Linked DNA regions of Mus musculus: all the other regions are linked to region 4. The links are chromatin contacts, called in public ChIA-PET, HiChIP or PLAC-seq and promoter capture Hi-C maps. All regions are on one chromosome and are shown on one strand. Each heading gives the region's core, a stretch centred on a gene start, on an enhancer-like site or on the middle of the called end of the contact. The rest is flanking DNA. Distances are from core to core; before and after follow the strand shown.

Region 1 (3,233 bases), core at 214-2,713, 560 kb after region 4:
TAAATCACCTCAACTACCGATGTCTGCAACGAGCTCTCTTGCACCCTACTTCCGCGCTCCCCAACACACACACACACACACACACACACACACACACACACACACACACGGCCACCGCAATCTCTGCATTTCACCCCAAATCGACCCTGGCCATCCTCTTAGTTACTAGGGAAGGTCATGGAAAGCCAGTGATGAAAAGAGTGTAAACTTTCACAAACTGAACCACTGCATTGTACAGTAGGGAAAACTGAGGCCCAGAGTCATGTGACTTGCCCAGATCGTGGCCCTAACTCTAACTTTAGAGTTAAAATGCCAGATTTTAAACTTTCCAAGCAAACCCTTAGGAAGGAGCCCTAGAGCCTGCTTTTCTCCCTTAACTAACCCCTGCGATGGGACCTGGAGGACAACCTGGGTTAGGTGTTTCCATTGAATAGTAGCTGCTGAGATCTTTCATTCCAGGCAGCATCCCTATAGTCCATCACTTAGTAGGCATGCACTAGATTTTTCTCAGCCATCAACCTGACCACCCTCACTGGGTCCTCATCCCGGCAGGCCAGGAATCAGCGAGGATAGAGATCAGTTCTCTTCTCTAACTTGTATCCAGTGAGTCACGGCCCAGAATCCCTCCCGAGATGGCAAAGCTGAGGACTGAGAGTCTGGCTCAGTCGCGGTGTCTAGGGCAGTAAGCGGCCCAGGTGTGCAGCAGCTGGGCGTCCAGTCCCCTGCCGATGCTCCTCCAAGTTCCAACTTCTTAAACTTCCCTTTCCGGGGCTCCAGGCCCCTCGCGGCCGACCTGGCCTTTCGTGCGCGCACAAAGGGGGTCAGGAGCGTCCCCAAGTCCCCTGCAAGTGGACTGTCCTGCTCTTTTGCGAGAGATCTTGCCCGGATCCCCGCGGGCCTGAACCGACTCGGGCCGCTACAAACTTCCCGTTTCCGCTCTCGCACCGGGTCCCGCGGCCGACTGTCAATCGCTGCCCTGGGGGCTGGAGGAGGAGCGGGGAGCCCCAGTGAACCCCCAGGGTCGCGCCCTGGCCACTCACTCACCCGACTTGGGAACGTGCGGCGGGATCGTGCTGGCGATGCGCGTCCACAGGACGATATGCAGCGGCCACAGGCCCCGGAGCAGCCCCCGACCCATGGCAGCCCCCGTCGCTCGTCATAGACCGGCCCCTGGTGCGCCACGAACCGAGCCTCGGGGACCCCGGGCTGCGCCTTTACTCCTCGCCCTCTCAGGATGCGGGCCAGATGTGGCCGGCGATCCCCGGAGCTCGGAGGCCCGGAGGAGGCCCCCGGCGGCCGAGGAGAGCTGAGCAGGAGGCTGGGGCTCCGTCCCCCAGGCGAGCGTGTGCGCGCGCGGGGGGTGTCGTCGGTCGGTGCGCGCGAGTGACTCACTCATCAACTTTACCCGGGCGCCGAGAGGGAAACAGGAAACTCCTCGCCAACAGCTGGGCAGGACCTCTCGCCGCCGGAGAGCCTTCCAGCTCCGGCCCTCTCCTCCAGCTTCCAGCCCTCGCCTTCCTCCGGCCGCCAATCAAGGCCGCTGGATTGGACCTTGCCTGGACTCTACAAACTTTTAGCTGCCCACTCCCAGCGCTCCCACGCAACCCCCACCCCGCCAAGTCTGGGCTCCAAGTTCAAACTCAGAAGTGACTAAGCGCACTTTTCGCAAAACAAGCTCGAAAGTGGTGTAAACCACTTTCCTTGATACACCTCCAGGCACCCCCACACCTTCTAGGCATTACTCCCAGGGGCTTCATAATTCCATTGAGACCCAGGAGAGAGCTCTGAAATGTAGCTTCAGAGTCCCGAACACGTTGCTTCCCCTAATAAAATAAAGGTAAGCACTTCTTCACTAGAGCTTAGTTTCAGTTTTATGTACATGCATGTGTGATCACGTTGTAAAGGACTGTTTTTTACTGTGGAACAAAATCCAGGAGTTTGTCTCAGAGTTTAATGTGCGTATTAATCACGTTGGGTTGTGAATTTAGCTAACCTGCAGGTTCTGGTTCAGTAGGTCTGAACCCAGAGTGTCTGCATGTCTAATGAGCACCTGGGTAGAGCCTCCCATTGGAAGGACCGTTTCCTGGGCGTGGTTTGCTGGGTGAAGCTCTGTGATCAAGGTAGGGCTGATATTTTCAGGGTGTTGCCTCTAAGAAACTAAAGAAATTAAAGTATGTTTGGGGCCAGACGATGATGGCACACGTGGGCGGGTCTCTGTGAGTTCAGGGCCAGCCTATTATACAGAGTGAGTTCCAGGGCAGCCAAAGCTATACTGTCTGGGAAAACAAACAAACAAACAAACAAAAACCCAAAAAACAACAAAAAAAAGTGTCTTTGGTGGTGGAGTCTGCTTTTCAATGATCGCTCTTCGATAAGATAATTCGAGTAAGGAGAGAAAATACTTGGCTGGAGGTAGAAAGGCTATCAGTAGGAAGACCCATCAAAATTTCCATTCTTTCTGGGGTGACCATGTTTTCCAGAGACAATCTCTACAGTGTGTGTGTGTGCGTGCGCGCGTGCGCCTGTCTGTGTGCAGCACGGCCTGTTTTTTTGTTTTTGTTTTTTTGTTTTTTTGGTTTTTGAGACAGGGTTTCTCTGTATAGACCTGGCTGTCCTGGAACTCACTCTGTAGACTAGGCTGGCCTCGAACTCAGAAATCTGCCTGCCTGCCTCTGCCTTCCAAGTGCTGGGATTAAAGGCGTGTGCCACCACTGCCTAGCTGCCTGATTTGTTTTTAAGGGTTCATTTTACTGTATGTGTGAGTACCTTGCTTTCATGTCTGTATGTGCATCATGTGCATGCCTGTTGCAGAAGCTATAAAAGGACATAGAACCTTCTGGAACTCGGGTCACCCAAGGCGGCACAAGCCACGCATCCAGGAGGTGACTATGTGAGTGCCGGGAACTGACTCTGGGTCTCTGTAGAAACTGCACATGTTCTGCATCTCAGAGCGGCCTCTCTAGTTCCCTGCCTCAAATGAGCTTCCCACTGATCCTGGAGATGGAAGATGAGCTAGACCAGCTAGTCACCAACCCAGACATCCTCCTGTCTCTGCTTCACCAGTACTGGGGGTTCAGATGCATCTGTGCCAGCTCTGTATGTATGTGTGGGGGTGTGTGTATATGTATGTGCACATCTGAGTGTGAGCTCATGCACATATGCTGAGGGTAAATTTGTTAAAATTGGATTTCTGAGTTTTTGATTCAGCACCAAACACTGCTTCTGGATGCACC
Region 2 (3,635 bases), core at 404-2,903, 750 kb after region 4:
CAAAATACCCATACACATTTTAAAAAACAATCTAAGAGAATATGGTGCCAAGAATTACAGATTTCCCTATGTGCATGCTGCAGAGCTGTGTGTGTGCATGCATCTGTGTATGTATGTATGTATGTATGTATGTATGTATGTGTGTGTGTGAGCATGTGTGCTTGTGTGTACATGCGTGTATGTGCTGCAGAGCTGTGTGTGTGTGTGCACGTGCACATGTGTATGTGTGAGCATGTGTGCATGTGTATACACGCATGTGTGTGCTGCAGAGCTTTATGAAGATCAGAAGACAACTTGCAGAAGGCTGTTCTCTTACCACGTGAGTCCCAGAAGTGGTGCGCCAGTTGACAGGCTTGGTGGTGTTCGGGTTCCCTCAAACCTTGACCTTTTACACTTTGAAAATCTTCTTTCCCATGAAATCCCAGGATCCTCCACAGAAAGCTCACTCCTCCCCTTCCCATCAGCCTTCCCATGTCTGCCAGTGCCTGCAAATCTCAGTGCTAGTCAATAGCTATGATTCACAGTGCTGCCAAGCACAAGGGCATTTATCAGTCTGCAGAGTTAATCAGTGCTATTCGATCCTTCGCTTAGGGAGCAAAGTTAGAGTTAGAAAACCTAGAGGGAACCAGGAGGTCTCAGGAGCAGCTGGATCTAGAAACAAACGGAGGTGAGCACAGGAGTTCAGGCTCCTGGTGCTCTGCGCTTTCTCGGGAGCTGCCTTATTTCAGAGAGCATCTTCCTGACATGCAGGCACAGATGGGCTCCTGGCTCAGAGAGCGCGAGGCTGCAGGGGGTAGGCAGTGAGAGCTGCGGAATATTAATTGGATAAGGACACGTAGAATCAATACTGATATAAGAAAGTAAATAGAACTTTGATTTATGCAATTATTATTTTTTCAGAATCTATTTGCAGCCTAATTGCCTGTGACACTAAGGCTGGAATACAAAGTACCAGCCCCACATCTGTGACCTTTGCATTGAGTGCTGTTGTCGTCACTGTTGTCTTCCTCTCCTCCTTCTCCTTCTTCTTCTCTCTCTCCCCGCTTCTCCCTATCCCTTGTATGTGTAATAAACTTTCTCATTCTGTGTAAAAATTCTCCCAACACCATGTGTGCCCTGTAACCCAGCTCAGACGGTCAGGTTTGGCAGCAAGTGGTTTACCCTTTGAGCTATCTCCCTACTTTTGATGACTCTAGTTTGAGCTGTACATCTGGCTCACCCCACTGGGAATCAGCATGTAAGAGGGGCAGCCATCAGAGTCCCTTGTCTTTGTGTGTCCTGACTTGATCAGCTCATTGGCTGACTACATGTAAAATGGAGTCAAGTGTTTATGCTCTGTGTTATTGGGGACATGGTACAATGTACTTGTATTCCTGATAAAGTGCCAAACTACAGCTGAGTTGAAATGACTACTCCTTCTTCCTCCCTCTCTCCCCCTTCTTTCTTCTTTCCGTCCCTTGTTCATAACCTCTCTTTCCCTTCCTTCCTCTGGGTGACTTTTCTTTGATTCTATGTCCCTCAGACATCCTCACTGGCTCCGCATCCTTCCCAGTTCCCATTTTTGAACTATGCCCGCTTTGAGTGTCTGCAGAGTGGCTTCTGCAGTCGCTGTTCTAGGGGCTGTCCGGAGCTTTCCTTCGTGCAAACCACAGCAGCTGCAGTTGGTGACGCAGACACACAGGAAGCCACGCTGCCACTTCCTCTGCTCCCTTTCCTCTTTGTCTCCATTCTCTGACGATTCTTGCAACTTTTTTACAGGAAATGCAACCAGGAAAACAGACTGAATATAAAAAAGTATTTCCAGCAAAAGGTCTCACCTCCAAAAACCATAAAGTTTGAGGCGGCCTTAGAGACCATGTTAGCAAGCCAATTAGTTTGAAACTGAAGGAGAAAGAATGTGAAAGAAGAAAAATAATCTCAGTTGGTATTTCCTCTGTATCTTCCTTCAATTCATTGTTACCTTTTTTTTTTTTTTTTTCTTTTTAGCTTTTTGAGACAGGGTTTCTCTGTATAGCCCTAGCTGTCCTGGAACTCACTTTGTAGACCAGGCTGGCCTCCAACTCAGAAATCTGCCTGCCTCTGCCTCCCAAGTGCTGGGTTTAAGGGCGTGCACCACCACCGCCCGGCCATTGTTACCTTTTGATGTAAATACTGTTACTCAGTATGGGAGGTTCGGAGACCGAGGGCCAGCGATGTCATCATCCTGTGCCATGTGCCAGTGCTCACTCAGAAGCCATGCTCGACCTACTGCTACAGTGAGGTTTCTTTCCTTGTAATAAGAGAGCTGGGTAGAGGCAACCCAGCACTCCCACTAGAGAAGGCTTCTGAGGAAGAGCTTTAGGAATTGGAATGAAATCTGAGATTGCATGGAGGAGTTAACTCCCAGGTAATAGGCTGGATTCTCCTTTACGCAGGCTTTCCTCTTTAATGGTCTGATTTGGTGAAATGAACTCCACATATGATTAAGGAACACTACTTTGTCTACCTTCCTCTTCAAAATACAAAACAGAGACGAAACCTTTTGCAAGGGGCCCAGTGAGATGCTGGCAACCAGGACAATGCAAGATGCCTTCTAATGGAAAAATGGGAAAGCCCTTCTGCATTCTGAGGTGTGTGTTACTTCTCATGGTTATGTCTCTGTTTCTCTTTCTTCCTTTCTTCCTTTCTTCCTTTCTTCCTTTCTTCCTTTCTTCCTTCCTTTCTTTCTTTCTTTCTTTCTTTCTTTCTTTCTTTCTTTCTTTCTTTCTTTCTTTCTTTCTTCCTTCCTTCCTTCCTTCCTTCCTTCCTTCCTTCCTTCCTTCCTTCCTTCCTTTCTTTCTTTCTTTCTTTCTTTCTTTCTTTCTTTCTTTCTTTCTTTCTTTCTTTCTTTCTCTTTCTTATTTCCTTATGAGGGAAGCGTGTCACATGTTCCAGGCCAGGGAGCAGGAAGCTGCCCACCTTCTCAGGTGTGTACCCTGAGTTTCTGGGGACTTGGACCTGCTCTACCTACCAAGCTTCCTGGCATGGTCCACCATCCCACACTCTCTCCTCTCCTCCTCCTCCATTCCCTCCTCCCTGTCCTCTCTCTCCTCCTTCCTTCTCTCCTCCCTGTCCTCTCTTCTCTACTACTTCCTTCTCCCTGTCCTCTCTCCTCTCCTCCTCATCCATTCCCTTCTCCCTGTCCTTTCTCCCACTTCCTCCTCTCCGGCTCCTCCCATCCCTTTGAAAGCTCACTCTGCCCTCCAGAATCTCACACCTTTCTATCAACAGTTTTCTGCATTCTCCTGTATCTCAGTATTTTCCCTTTGAATCTACTTTTCAACTTCTTCCTGTTTCCAGTTACAGTTTCCTTTTACAGACCTGTTACTAGGCACTCCTGGACCTTTCCATCAGTGAGATCTCCTCCTTACCTTGCTAACATCACCATCCCCACCACCGTGCTGGGAGAAAACAGCACCTCTGTTAAGGATTTTGAAACACACTTTCAAAGGCTAAGGTTCACGCTACTCATTGTAAAAGGTATTAAAAGAGACTTTTGAGAAACTGGCTTGGTAGCTTCTTAGGAGTTTGGATTTTGGAGTCAGCTTGTTTTGAATACAAATGTAGGCTTTTTGCTTTCAGTCATGAGTTCTCTAATTGTTGAATTGCCTTGGTTG
Region 3 (3,456 bases), core at 179-2,678, 600 kb after region 4:
TAAAAGATAATGGTGCTAGTGCATGTTGTGCATGCCTGAGTGCCTATGTGCATGGGAGTGTGTGTGTGTGTGTGTGTGTGTGTGTGTGTGTGTTCGTGCCTGTGTGCTGTTTCTATCCACAGCCCACTTTCCACTGCTCACAAATCTCTCCAAATGGAGGGGACAAGTGCCTGGCTATTGTTTACACATCCTATATGTTTCAGGAAGAAAGCCACCCTTCCCACACTCCCCAAGGTCCCCCAACTCTAGAGTCTGGCAAGTGGCACACAATAGGGAGCTCTTGTGGTGTTTAGCCCTTTCTCAAAAGCCTGTGCAGGAGACAGGATATCAGAATAAATGGGTCATTGTTCTGCTGCGTTAGGGGCCATTCTGCTGTTCCTGTCCCTGGACAAAGACACAAATGCAGGGAGGTGTTGGCAACTGCTTCAGAGAGCACATTCCAAAGCCTTCCTCCTCGAGCTCTCCGCAGAGCAGCTCTTCTGGCAGGCAGCAGCTGGGAAGAAGGGCCCAGAACATGCCTTGAGGAGACAGTTCTAGGTTCATTTCGTGCCTGCCGCTCACTAGATCTCACCTCTTCAGCATTTTTTTTAAATAACATTTTTTTGTTTATTCTTTGAAATTTTTCTAAATGCATACAAGTCACCTCAATCATATTCAACCCCATACTCTTATCTCCAAATCTCCCCTGCATTCCCTTCTGCCACGCCTCCCAACTTTATGATCTCTAGTTACAATTATTAATCAATCAATCAATCAATCAATTAATTAATCCACTGAGTCCAGTTAGTGTTGTCCATGTGTGAATGGATGGGGGTAGCATCCACTTGAACATGAGCAACCCACCAGTGGCCACACCTCAAAGCATAGTGACTCCCTTCCCTCACCCCTAGCCAGCAACTTCTCAGCAGGGAGTGGGGCCTCAGGAACCCTTACTCCCCGCTGGAAAATTTAACACTTTGACCTTGGCTTCTGTAGGGTCCAGTGTGCAATGGCCAGGTCATCCCCACAAGTGAGCATTTCCCAGCACCCCTCCCCACCCCCCTAACTCTTCTATTCCTCTTGGCCCCTGTTTTGAAACGTCCCTCCCAAGCCCCCAGTCTGTGTGGAAAGCCCAGAGGCCTTTCCTTGGGAGCTTGTTTTTCTGTAAGGTCTTTTTCCAGCTTCCTTAGAAAGGATAAAGGCCTGGAGAGACAGCTCTGACTGCTCTTGCAGAGGTTCTGGGTTAAATTCCCAGAGCCCAAACAGCAGCTCACAACTGTCTCTAATTCCCACTGCAGGGAATCGGTCACGATCTTCTGGCCGCATATATGTGGCATACAGACATGTATACAGAAAAAAAAAAACACTTTTACACATAGGACAGCAGAGCAGGGGTCTCCTTCCGGTGTCACTGACGAGATACATCCTGCTGGCAGCTGGAGATGCTGCCGTGTGACCTACTGTGGTTTGGGTCTTTGAAGCATTGGTCTCTTCTCCTTCCTAGCTAGCTCTCTCTTTCATGTCTTCTGTTGCTACCTGGGAAAGAATTGTGCTTCTGTAAGGGTTCTGAGAATCACTGGAAGAAGATCTCAGACTCAATAGTATGTAAAGACAAAGAGACTTTATTCTGCAGAAACAGCTAGCTTGAGGGAAGCCAACCATCCAAACGAAATGGTGACCTTGGAGCTCACAGGCCTTTTTAAAAGCCAATTAGGGTTTTCCAGTTGTGGTTGGGTCACCTTCATCAGTATTGGTTGAGCTTATGGTATAGGATATTGTATACTTCTGATTGGTTCATACCTCGAGGGAGAGAGGGTTACTTTACAGGGACTTTTTGATATTCGTTGTGAGGCCCTGGCCAGATGTTGGAGCAGTTGCTGATTGGCTGCCCTTTGTCTGTGTGGTGTCTGTTTTGTTTTGTTTTGTTTTGTTTCTGAGAAGCCTGGACTGTCCTTGTGGGAACTGAAGCCTCAGGCCTAACCTGATTGCCTGTTCTAAAATGCAGTGTATTAGGTCTTCTCACTTCTTTCTTTTCTTGGGTCACTTCAAAGAGTTTGTAAGCATGCGATTCGCTATGAAAGCATCAACTTTTACCGAATTACATTTCTTTGTTATAGCAAATGTGTTGGGTCTTCCCTTCATAGCTTTCTCTGTTGAGAAGTCCATACTGATGCCTTGGGAGTATGGACTAACCCTTTCTTCAATCAATCAATCTATCTATCTATCTTTCTATCTATCTATCTATCTATCATTTATCATCTATCTATTTATCTATCATCTACCATCTTTCTATTTATCATCTATCTATCTATCTATCTATCTATCTATCTATCTATCTATCTATCATCTATTTATCTGTCATCTATTTATTTATCAACTATCCATCTATCTATCTATCTATCTATCATCTATCTATTTATCATCAATCTATCATCTATCTATCTACCTATCTATCTGTCATCTACCATCTTTCTATTTATCATCTATCTATCTATCTATCTATCTATCTAATCTATCTTTCATCAGTCATCTGTCTATCATCTCTCTCTTCTAATGCTGGGCTTATGTCTATGTTAATCATTTTCTTGAGAAACTCCAAGAAGAGAGAATGAACTGAAACACTTCCCTCCACCTCTCACTTTCTCACCTGTCCAGGAGCAGGTGACCTCCCTCAGGTGTCTTCTTAAGTCACTCTCTCCACCTTTTAGAAACAGGGCCTCCCACTGGGCCTGGGACTTGCTGTTTCAGGAGGCATTTCCTTGATCGGCCTGATTGCACCGCCAGCCGTGTGATTACAGGCTTAACTCCACACCTGGATTTCATACAGCTGCTGGGGCTTGAACTCCGGCTCTGTAGTTTTCTCAATAAGCAGGTTACTAATAATCCATAGCCTCGACCACTTCATCGTAATTGCCACCGTTGTCCCTGGAGTACTAGAAATGACCTTCACATGTGTCCACTTGAATATTCTCCTAGGCTCTCATTTTCCTATGAATTTCATTTAAAAAAATTTGGGCTACTGAGATGCCTTGGGAGGGGGTGGGGTAAGGACAATTGTCAGCACGCCTGACAACCTGAATTCAATTCCCCAGCACTACACAGTGGAAGAAGAGAGCCACCTCCTGAGAGTTGTTCCCTGACTCCCAGGCTCTGACATGTACGCTTGAGTATACACACATATGTACTTTTTATACTTTATGGCTATCTATCTTCGTGCATGTGTGTGTGTGTGTGTGTGTGTGTGTGTGTGTGTGTTTCCCTGGAGGTCAAAGGAAAGTTTCAGGTTCCCTAAAAGTGCAATTACAGGCAGTTGTGAGCTGCCCAACATGGATGCTGAAAAACCAACCTGGAATCCTTTGCTAGAGAAGCAAATGCTGTCAACCCCGGACACACCTCTCAGGCTCCATGGAACTCTTGATTTTCAGCTGGCGAAAGGCCTCAACCCTCCGCCTGTTGGAGTGAGAAGTTCCTTTCCCT
Region 4 (3,252 bases), core at 291-2,790:
CCTGTGAGCCAAAGCAGATTTTTCCTGTGGTTACAACAATGAGATCAGAAACGGCAACAGGACACAGACTCTACCAGCCGCTCCCCAGTCTGGTCCTTCAATCCTTCCAGGTGTTTACGAGAAACCATTTTATTTTCGTACCAGCATTTCCTTTCTATTACATGTCTTCAGTTGTAAGTGTGCACACATGTGAGCACATGCATGTGGGTGCCTATCATGGTGAGCATATGGAGGTCAGAGGATAGGTTGCGGGGCTTATGTCTTCCCCTTCTGCCATGTGGGTGCTGGGGATGGAACAAAGGTTGTAGGTTGATGTTGGGATGCTTTGACTTAATCGGGGATCTGTGTGCCTATACACTAAAGGTCCTTGTCCCCAATTGGTTTTTGATCAGTCAATAAAGAGTCAGTAGCCAATGGCTGGGCAGAAAGGCTAGGAGAGAGGAGGGAGCAGAGGGAGATTTTCCATGTTCAAGAGGGAGACAGAAGGGATGTTGGAGCTTCAGGAGAGAAAGCCAACCAACCGTGTCATATCTCAGATAAGTGGCCACTGGCCGCTTCCTTGATTAGGCCTGAGGTACAAGGCAAGAGGCTAACAAGTGTCCAACCATTGAGCTAGCAAGGCACATTAAAAATAAGCTAATATGTGTTGTCTTTTATCCGAGTATCCAAAGTTTCCCTGGGTGGGTGGCTGGAAGTGCAGCCTGCCCAGGAGCATAAAGCGGGGTAGATAAGACCACAAGCTACAAAAAAAAAAAAAAAAAAGACCACAAGCTACAATAGGTCGTCAGACTTGGAGGCAAGCACTTTTACCTGTTGAGCAATATCATCACCCAGGCAACAGTAAATCTTTACCAGCCCTCTCCCTATTTGCAACCAACCCCCACCCCCTGATTCTCGGCTTTCTGAGGCTCAGGATAACCTTATTTTGTTTTCCTGGTTACCTTCTAGTTCTAGAACATTATATTAATTTTGCATTTGTTATATATATATAAGATTTCTCTTAAATGGATTTAAATAAAAATGCAAGTCAATTAAAAGCAAAATGTTAAGTACATTCAAAGGTGATACTTTTTTTAAAACTGTGTCAATCATTGGAGTTATTCTAGGTTAGTATCAACCATTCTGCTTAGAAGCTAACCTCTAGCCCAACATTCCCTTAGGGACTCTGTGACAGACTGTCCTGGGAAGGAAGACATCATCTTGGTAGGAAGAGCCTCTTCCTCTTGTTCTCGCTCTCTCTGAACTGACAACTTTCATACAGAAACAAGACTGTGAGGAGCAGAATATGAGGGAGGCTGGGCTGTGAGACCAAATCCCACATTTACTGCCTTATTCATCCATGTCACGGCCAAACCCTGGCAAGTTACAAGAAGAGGAGAGGCAGAGGCACACCTATTCAGGAGGTGGTTGAAGGCAGAAGGTACACTGGCCCCTAGAAAGCTTCAAAGAGGCTCCGAGAGCCTTTTATGCTTGGGAGTCAGTGTTTACCTGGGCAGAATCTGGATGTGGTCAATCTCTAAGCAGCCAGTCCTTGAGGCTGTGTTTGGATGCTGTCTTGAGGGAGTAGCCCGTGTCAGTCTCTGCACCTTTTTATGCCAGCATGTGACATTCAAGGGGACAAAAAGTTTTCCATAGTGGCTTTGTTCTTTATGTTATTACATCCGCCATTGACTTCATTGGCTGGCATTTAAAAGAGGAAGCTCTTTAAACTAAGCTGTCACGCTTGTGGTTTTAGAGGTTGGCACAGCAGACAGGTGTGGAAGAAAACTCTGTATGAAGCAGGCAGATGCAATTCTTCTAACAATTTACCCACCTCTAGGAAAAATGTCCTCGTGGACCCAAAGCATCATGGGAGTTTGCCCAGCAAACTCATAGTCTCGCCATGTTTCTGGCCTGTGTGGTAAGCAGCATGGGGGATGTCATTGGAGAGAAGGAGCTTGTAGAACTTTCTGGGTCTACCTCATGTGTTCGCCTTTCTTAATTAGTCACAAGTGTCATCTCATTTCAGTCCTTACTCAAAACTTCTGGTCTAAGCCAGTTTAATGCAGCGCTGTTCTTAATCCTCATTGCCAACAGGGTGGGAGTTAGGATCACCATGGGACATCCTCCATCTTATCTATGAGGGGGTTTCTGGATTGGATTAGTTGAGGCATAAATGCCTACTCTTAACTGTGGGTGGCACTATGTCATACAGTGGCACCCTGAACTGAATTAAAAGGAAAAACTGAGCTGAGCACTGGTGTCCCCATCTCTGTGCTTCCGATTCAATACAATATGACACACTGCCTCACACTCCTGGCTCTATAGCTCACTCACCTCAGACCAGGGGCAGAATAAACCCTTCATTTCTTTAGTTGCCTTTGTCACGGCATCAAGGAAATCCATCTGACTGTTTCCTTACACATGTTTAGCCTAGACAATCCAAAATGGACCCAAGGGCAGGGCAGAAGCTCACAGTAGCACACATATGGGTAATAGTACTGATTCTCACAGTGGACACTTTCCTCAAACTGAAAGGCAGGCTTTGGTGATCTCCATATCTGCCCATCTGCATCTGCTCTAAACACAGATAGGCCACGCCCTTTTCTTTGTTTCTCTGTGTTGCAGGAAGCTGCATTCTCTAGCATCCCTGGTCAACAGCTTTCTGGTTGACTTCAGCCAGAAGTACCAGTGTGAAATTATGGTCAAGAGAGTAAGAACCTTCACTCCCCTTTCTTAATTAGCCAGTTACACCATATTCCCTCTCCCTCCAGGGCAGGTAGTGGCCACGTCCTGCCTCCTGCTTCTTCTCTATGTTCTTTGCTGTGTTCTGTTAACCTCCTATACTCTAACGACTCTGAGGTAACCAATCTTGATAACGAGCTCCCCACCCCCACGCCCTTACAGTGGCCTAGATAGCTGCAGGTTTCCTGGTCAGGCCTGTCTGATATGCCGTGACAGAGGTTAGTAGGTCTCCCCTATAAAAGGGCCATAGGAAAAGTGTTTATATCTAAACACTTAGGCTTCCTTGGCCAGCGGCCAAAATAGAAGAATTTATTGGATGGTATTTAATGAACAAAGACAAAAAGAAATAAATGTCCACAAGTTATTTTAGCCCATGGGCCCTACTAAGATAGGTGTGAATCAGATTTAGTCGGCCAGGAAGACTATAGGACAGCACCGTCTGAGAGACCAGCATCCAAGCGGGAGTGGGTGGTGACTTGAAGGTGCAATACTACAAGACAAGATAGAGTGCTCGTCACTCTCCAGAAA
Region 5 (3,402 bases), core at 680-3,179, 830 kb before region 4:
GCATCTGCTTCTGTTTACCCTCAACAGATAAGCAGAGGATTCTGACAGTGGAGATCCCAGTCAGAGTTGCGGGGCAGAGCAGGAGCCAGCCAGGGCCAAGCAGGCAGCCTCACTCCCAGGACTTGGTCATCTTTCTACGGGGTTTTAACTGGAGCATGCAGAGAGGCGGCGGGCCCATGACGTCATGGTTAAAATCCACACTCACTGATTTTGGACAAGCTCTGTATCACTGTCATCCAAAGCACACAGTAAGTATCCCTGCTCCTCAGTCTCACGGACCAGCATTCTCATCGCCATTAATTTTGTGCACCCAAGTCACGGCCCAGCAAGGGCATTCCCTTCCCATCGGCTTCCCTTATGGATCAAGGCAGAGGCCTGATCCAAATCTCTGCCGCGGCCCTCGTCTTCGCATGGGCGTAAGACTGTAAAGTCTCTTTGACTCCAACCATCCTTTAATGATCAAAGAGGTGGCCTCTCGGGCTTTTATTTGGCTGATCAAAGCCCTTAGCCTGGGTCCCACACACCATCCACTCAAATCCAAGACTGCTTAGCACCAGACCTTTTTAGTTCCGTATTAAAACTGCCTGTGTCCCAATCTTGGTCCATTTAGGCACCCTTCTCAGGAGAGGCGGAACGTCTTCCTCCCACCTTTCTACACTCTAGGCATCCAAAATAACGGTTATGGAAGGCACAAAGCTCTGGCCCTGTACCAGCCCCGGGGGGGGGGGGTCGGGGAGGGGGGAGGCTGCTCCAGCTTCGCTGGCAGGTCCCAGCTTCCGGGTCTGTGACCTTGCACTGGGGTCCCTACATCTCTCCGCAGCTTTCTACAAACCACCACTCCCCTCTCCACCCATGATAAGTAGGGAATTCAAACGGCCCAGCCCAGTTTCAAAACACACCACACAAACAGAAAAGGTATTGTAGACGAGACATTTGCACAGAGGTTGAAAAACAAAAACGGGAGGGAAAAAAGAAGGGTGGGTAGAGAGCGAACAGGATCAGGCCTGGTAAACTTCTGGTCGGGCCAGAAGCTTTTGTGCAGCTCTGGTCACAGTAACAGCCGGCTGCTCGCCTTGCCCTGCCTGGCTCCAAGCGAGCACCAGAAGCCCCCTAGCCACAAGCCTGCCTAGTTAACCTAGTTAACTAGTTCTGCCTTCTGAGGCGCCTCGGAAGGCTGACAGGGCGCAGGGGACCTGGCGATGGTCTGAAAGGCGGCGCTTCTCCCGATCCCCAGCAGAGATTCGAAAGTCAAGCCGAGCCCTCTTGTCGCCGAGCTCTACCCTCTCGGGCGGGAGCCCGTGCGCGGCCTGGAGATGGCAGGGGATAGCAGGAGACTCTCCCTCCCCCAGCCCGGGTGCGAGACGTGCGGCCTGGAGAAGAGGAAGGAAGACGAGGAGGAACTCGCACCCCGGGTTTCGGTGGGGAAGTGAGCTGGGCCCGGTAGGGAGGCAGCTGGAGAAGTGAGGGGGCCAGGGATCCTGTCGGCTGTTCCCGGAACTTTCTAGGGGGACACTGGGGCATCAAAGGGGCGCGCGGTGCTCCCAAGGTCCGGGCCAGGTGCAGCCCCGTGTACGGGTCCCCAGGTTCCACTCCACTCTTCTTACCATCTGCGCCACTTTGAACAGGGCGCCGTGGGTGAGCGGGTACACCCGGTCCAGCAGTCCCTCCGAGGGCTGGCCTGGCCCCAGCGCGCCGCCGCTGCTGCACGTGGTCCGGACGAGCCCCGATCCATGAGACATCGCGCGACCCAGCCCGGGCTGGCCGCCTCCGAGGCCCGGGGACCTCTGGCCGGTGAAGCTGGGACGGGACGGGGCGGAGCCTCAGGGGCGGGGCGCACGGCTCCCTCTTCCCAGCTGCGGCCGGACCCGGAGAGGACTCGGGAGCAGATGCCCCGCAAGCCCCTGCCCTCTAGACACGCGGAAGTTGGACTGGCGTGGGCAGGAAACCGGACGCCTGGGGCCCTGGCCTCTCCCAGGAGCGCACCGCCCAGGTCACAGCTGGTGATGAGCCTCCAGGGATTTTTTGTGTGGGTGCGGCTGCTACTAGGTACTGACACGAGTAGGGGGAAATGCCCTGAGCATACCGTGCTGCGCTGTTCATTTCTGCTTCTGTGTGTGTGCACGGGGCACGCACCTGTGCCACCATCACCTACAGCAATAAAAACAGGTCCATCGCCTCAGGACCTTCCTCCCCCACCCTCCCACCATTCTGCTTTCTTTCTTATTATTTTTTTTTGTTGTTGTTATTTTTGCCTTTTTTTCTTTCTTTCTAAAAACATACTCTCTCTTGCCAGAGTTGGGTAGCACTTATTTTTAATTCCAGCACTAGGAAGGCAGAGGCAGGAGGATCTCTGTGAGTTCGAGGTCAACCTAGTCTACATAGTGAGCCCCAGGACAGCCAGGACTACACAGAGAGATCCTGCCTCAAAAACAAACAAAACAAACAAACAAGCCAGGCTCTCAGTGTGTACCACTGGCTAACCTGGAACTCCTGTATAAACCCAGCTAGCCTCAAACTCGCAGGTATTCTCCTTGCCTCTGCTTCCCGGGTGCTGGAATGATACCATACCCAACCGAGGTGACTCTAGGCACTGTCAAAGTCGACAGTTAAAGCTAATCAGGACACCACTCTCAGCATCGCAGTACATCTTTTTAAGTATGTATGTGTGTGTGTGTGTGTGTGTGTGTGTGTGTGTGTGTATACAGAGGCCAGTGGAGGATGTCTAGTGTCCTGCTCTGTCACTCTGTCTACCTTACTCTTCGGTGAAGAGAGATTCGTCTATCTCAGGACATAGAAAATGTCTGATAAAAGCAGCCTAAGAAAAGAGGAGAGATTCTTTTGTCTCATGATGGAATGTTTACTTTTCTTTTCCTGGTCTGTTATTGGACCTGGGGTGAATAGAAGTTTGTTTGTCTCAGTGTTAGAAGTCAAACAACACCAGGTTAGTCCTAATTTATGCTCCCTGCCCACACGCAGGGTTTCTCTGTATATTACTGGCTGTCCTGGAACTCACTCTGGAATCCAGGCTGGCCTCAAACTCAGAGATCTGTCTGCCTCTGCCTCCCCAGTACTGGGGTTAAAAGCGTGTGCCACTACTGCCTAAGACTTTTTTTTTTAAATAGATTCTTTGATTTTTTTTTTAACTTAGTGAATTTATTTTATGTGTATGGGTGTTCTGCCCACATCTAGCTCTGTGCGCCATGTGTGTGCCGGGTGCCTGCAGAAGCCAGAAGAAATTACAAAGCTGGAGTTACAGTTTTAAGTTGCCATGTGCAGGCTGGGAATTGAACTTGGGTTCTCTGGAAGAGCAGCTGGTGCTCTTAATCATTCAATGAGTCATCTCTCCAGTCCAAGGAAGACTTTTTTGTTTTGATAGTCAACAAGATTGAAGCCTCATCAAAA

Evidence for each region. Promoter capture Hi-C pulls out the DNA fragments that hold promoters and counts their contacts. ChIA-PET counts read pairs in DNA pulled down with a chosen protein or histone mark. HiChIP or PLAC-seq counts read pairs in DNA pulled down with a chosen protein or histone mark.
Region 1: a contact with region 4 is called in an RNA polymerase II ChIA-PET map of memory CD8 T cells, with 23 read pairs. The contact joins the promoter of Tgfbr2 here to the enhancer-like site in region 4. A contact is called at or near these places in 1 of 39 promoter capture datasets (the C10 cell line), 3 of 484 Hi-C or Micro-C datasets (LSK cells, Th1 cells and pro-B cells) and 3 of 115 datasets of contacts at active chromatin or transcription factors (effector CD8 T cells, memory CD8 T cells and thymic regulatory T cells).
Region 2: a contact with region 4 is called in an H3K27ac HiChIP or PLAC-seq map of regulatory T cell precursor, with 5 times the contacts expected there. The contact joins two enhancer-like sites. A contact is called at or near these places in 2 of 484 Hi-C or Micro-C datasets (CD8 T cells and Th1 cells) and 4 of 115 datasets of contacts at active chromatin or transcription factors (astrocytes, memory CD8 T cells, regulatory T cell precursor and 1 more).
Region 3: a contact with region 4 is called in an RNA polymerase II ChIA-PET map of memory CD8 T cells, with 6 read pairs. The contact joins two enhancer-like sites.
Region 5: a promoter capture Hi-C map of pre-B cells shows a contact between it and region 4. The contact joins the promoter of Cmtm7 here to the enhancer-like site in region 4. A contact is called at or near these places in 4 of 39 promoter capture datasets (the C10 cell line, hippocampal neurons, liver and 1 more), 1 of 484 Hi-C or Micro-C datasets (group 2 innate lymphoid cells) and 2 of 115 datasets of contacts at active chromatin or transcription factors (memory CD8 T cells and thymic regulatory T cells).

The regions. Positions count from the first base shown.
Region 1 is chr9:116,173,900-116,177,132 of GRCm38.p6, forward strand. It overlaps Tgfbr2 (transforming growth factor, beta receptor II), which reads right to left and starts at 1,464. Exons shown (of 8, transcript NM_009371.3): 1 at 1,045-1,464. The coding sequence starts at 1,138. It overlaps Gm40582 (a long non-coding RNA gene), which reads left to right and starts at 1,745. Exons shown (of 3, transcript XR_871320.3): 1 at 1,745-1,837; 2 at 2,012-2,120; 3 at 2,812-3,233.
Region 2 is chr9:116,364,723-116,368,357 of GRCm38.p6, forward strand. No RefSeq gene overlaps it. Among named protein-coding and RNA genes, the nearest start is that of Gm31559, 26 kb to the right of the region's middle. Within about 2 kb of position 1,654, at least 116 of the 459 cell types and tissues checked have an H3K27ac peak or open chromatin away from gene starts, as enhancers often do. A contact at or near this core is called in CD8 T cells, Th1 cells, memory CD8 T cells and 2 more, where this site is marked.
Region 3 is chr9:116,213,068-116,216,523 of GRCm38.p6, forward strand. No RefSeq gene overlaps it. Among named protein-coding and RNA genes, the nearest start is that of Gm4668, 26 kb to the left of the region's middle. Within about 2 kb of position 1,429, at least 59 of the 459 cell types and tissues checked have an H3K27ac peak or open chromatin away from gene starts, as enhancers often do. A contact at or near this core is called in memory CD8 T cells, where this site is marked.
Region 4 is chr9:115,610,206-115,613,457 of GRCm38.p6, forward strand. No RefSeq gene overlaps it. Among named protein-coding and RNA genes, the nearest start is that of Gm39448, 47 kb to the right of the region's middle. Within about 2 kb of position 1,541, at least 75 of the 459 cell types and tissues checked have an H3K27ac peak or open chromatin away from gene starts, as enhancers often do. A contact at or near this core is called in CD8 T cells, LSK cells, Th1 cells and 6 more, where this site is marked.
Region 5 is chr9:114,780,064-114,783,465 of GRCm38.p6, forward strand. It overlaps Cmtm7 (CKLF-like MARVEL transmembrane domain containing 7), which reads right to left and starts at 1,930. Exons shown (of 5, transcript NM_133978.2): 1 at 1,605-1,930. The coding sequence starts at 1,739. It overlaps Gm9888 (a long non-coding RNA gene), which reads left to right. Exons shown (of 3, transcript XR_003948087.1): 2 at 28-248; 3 at 1,235-1,609.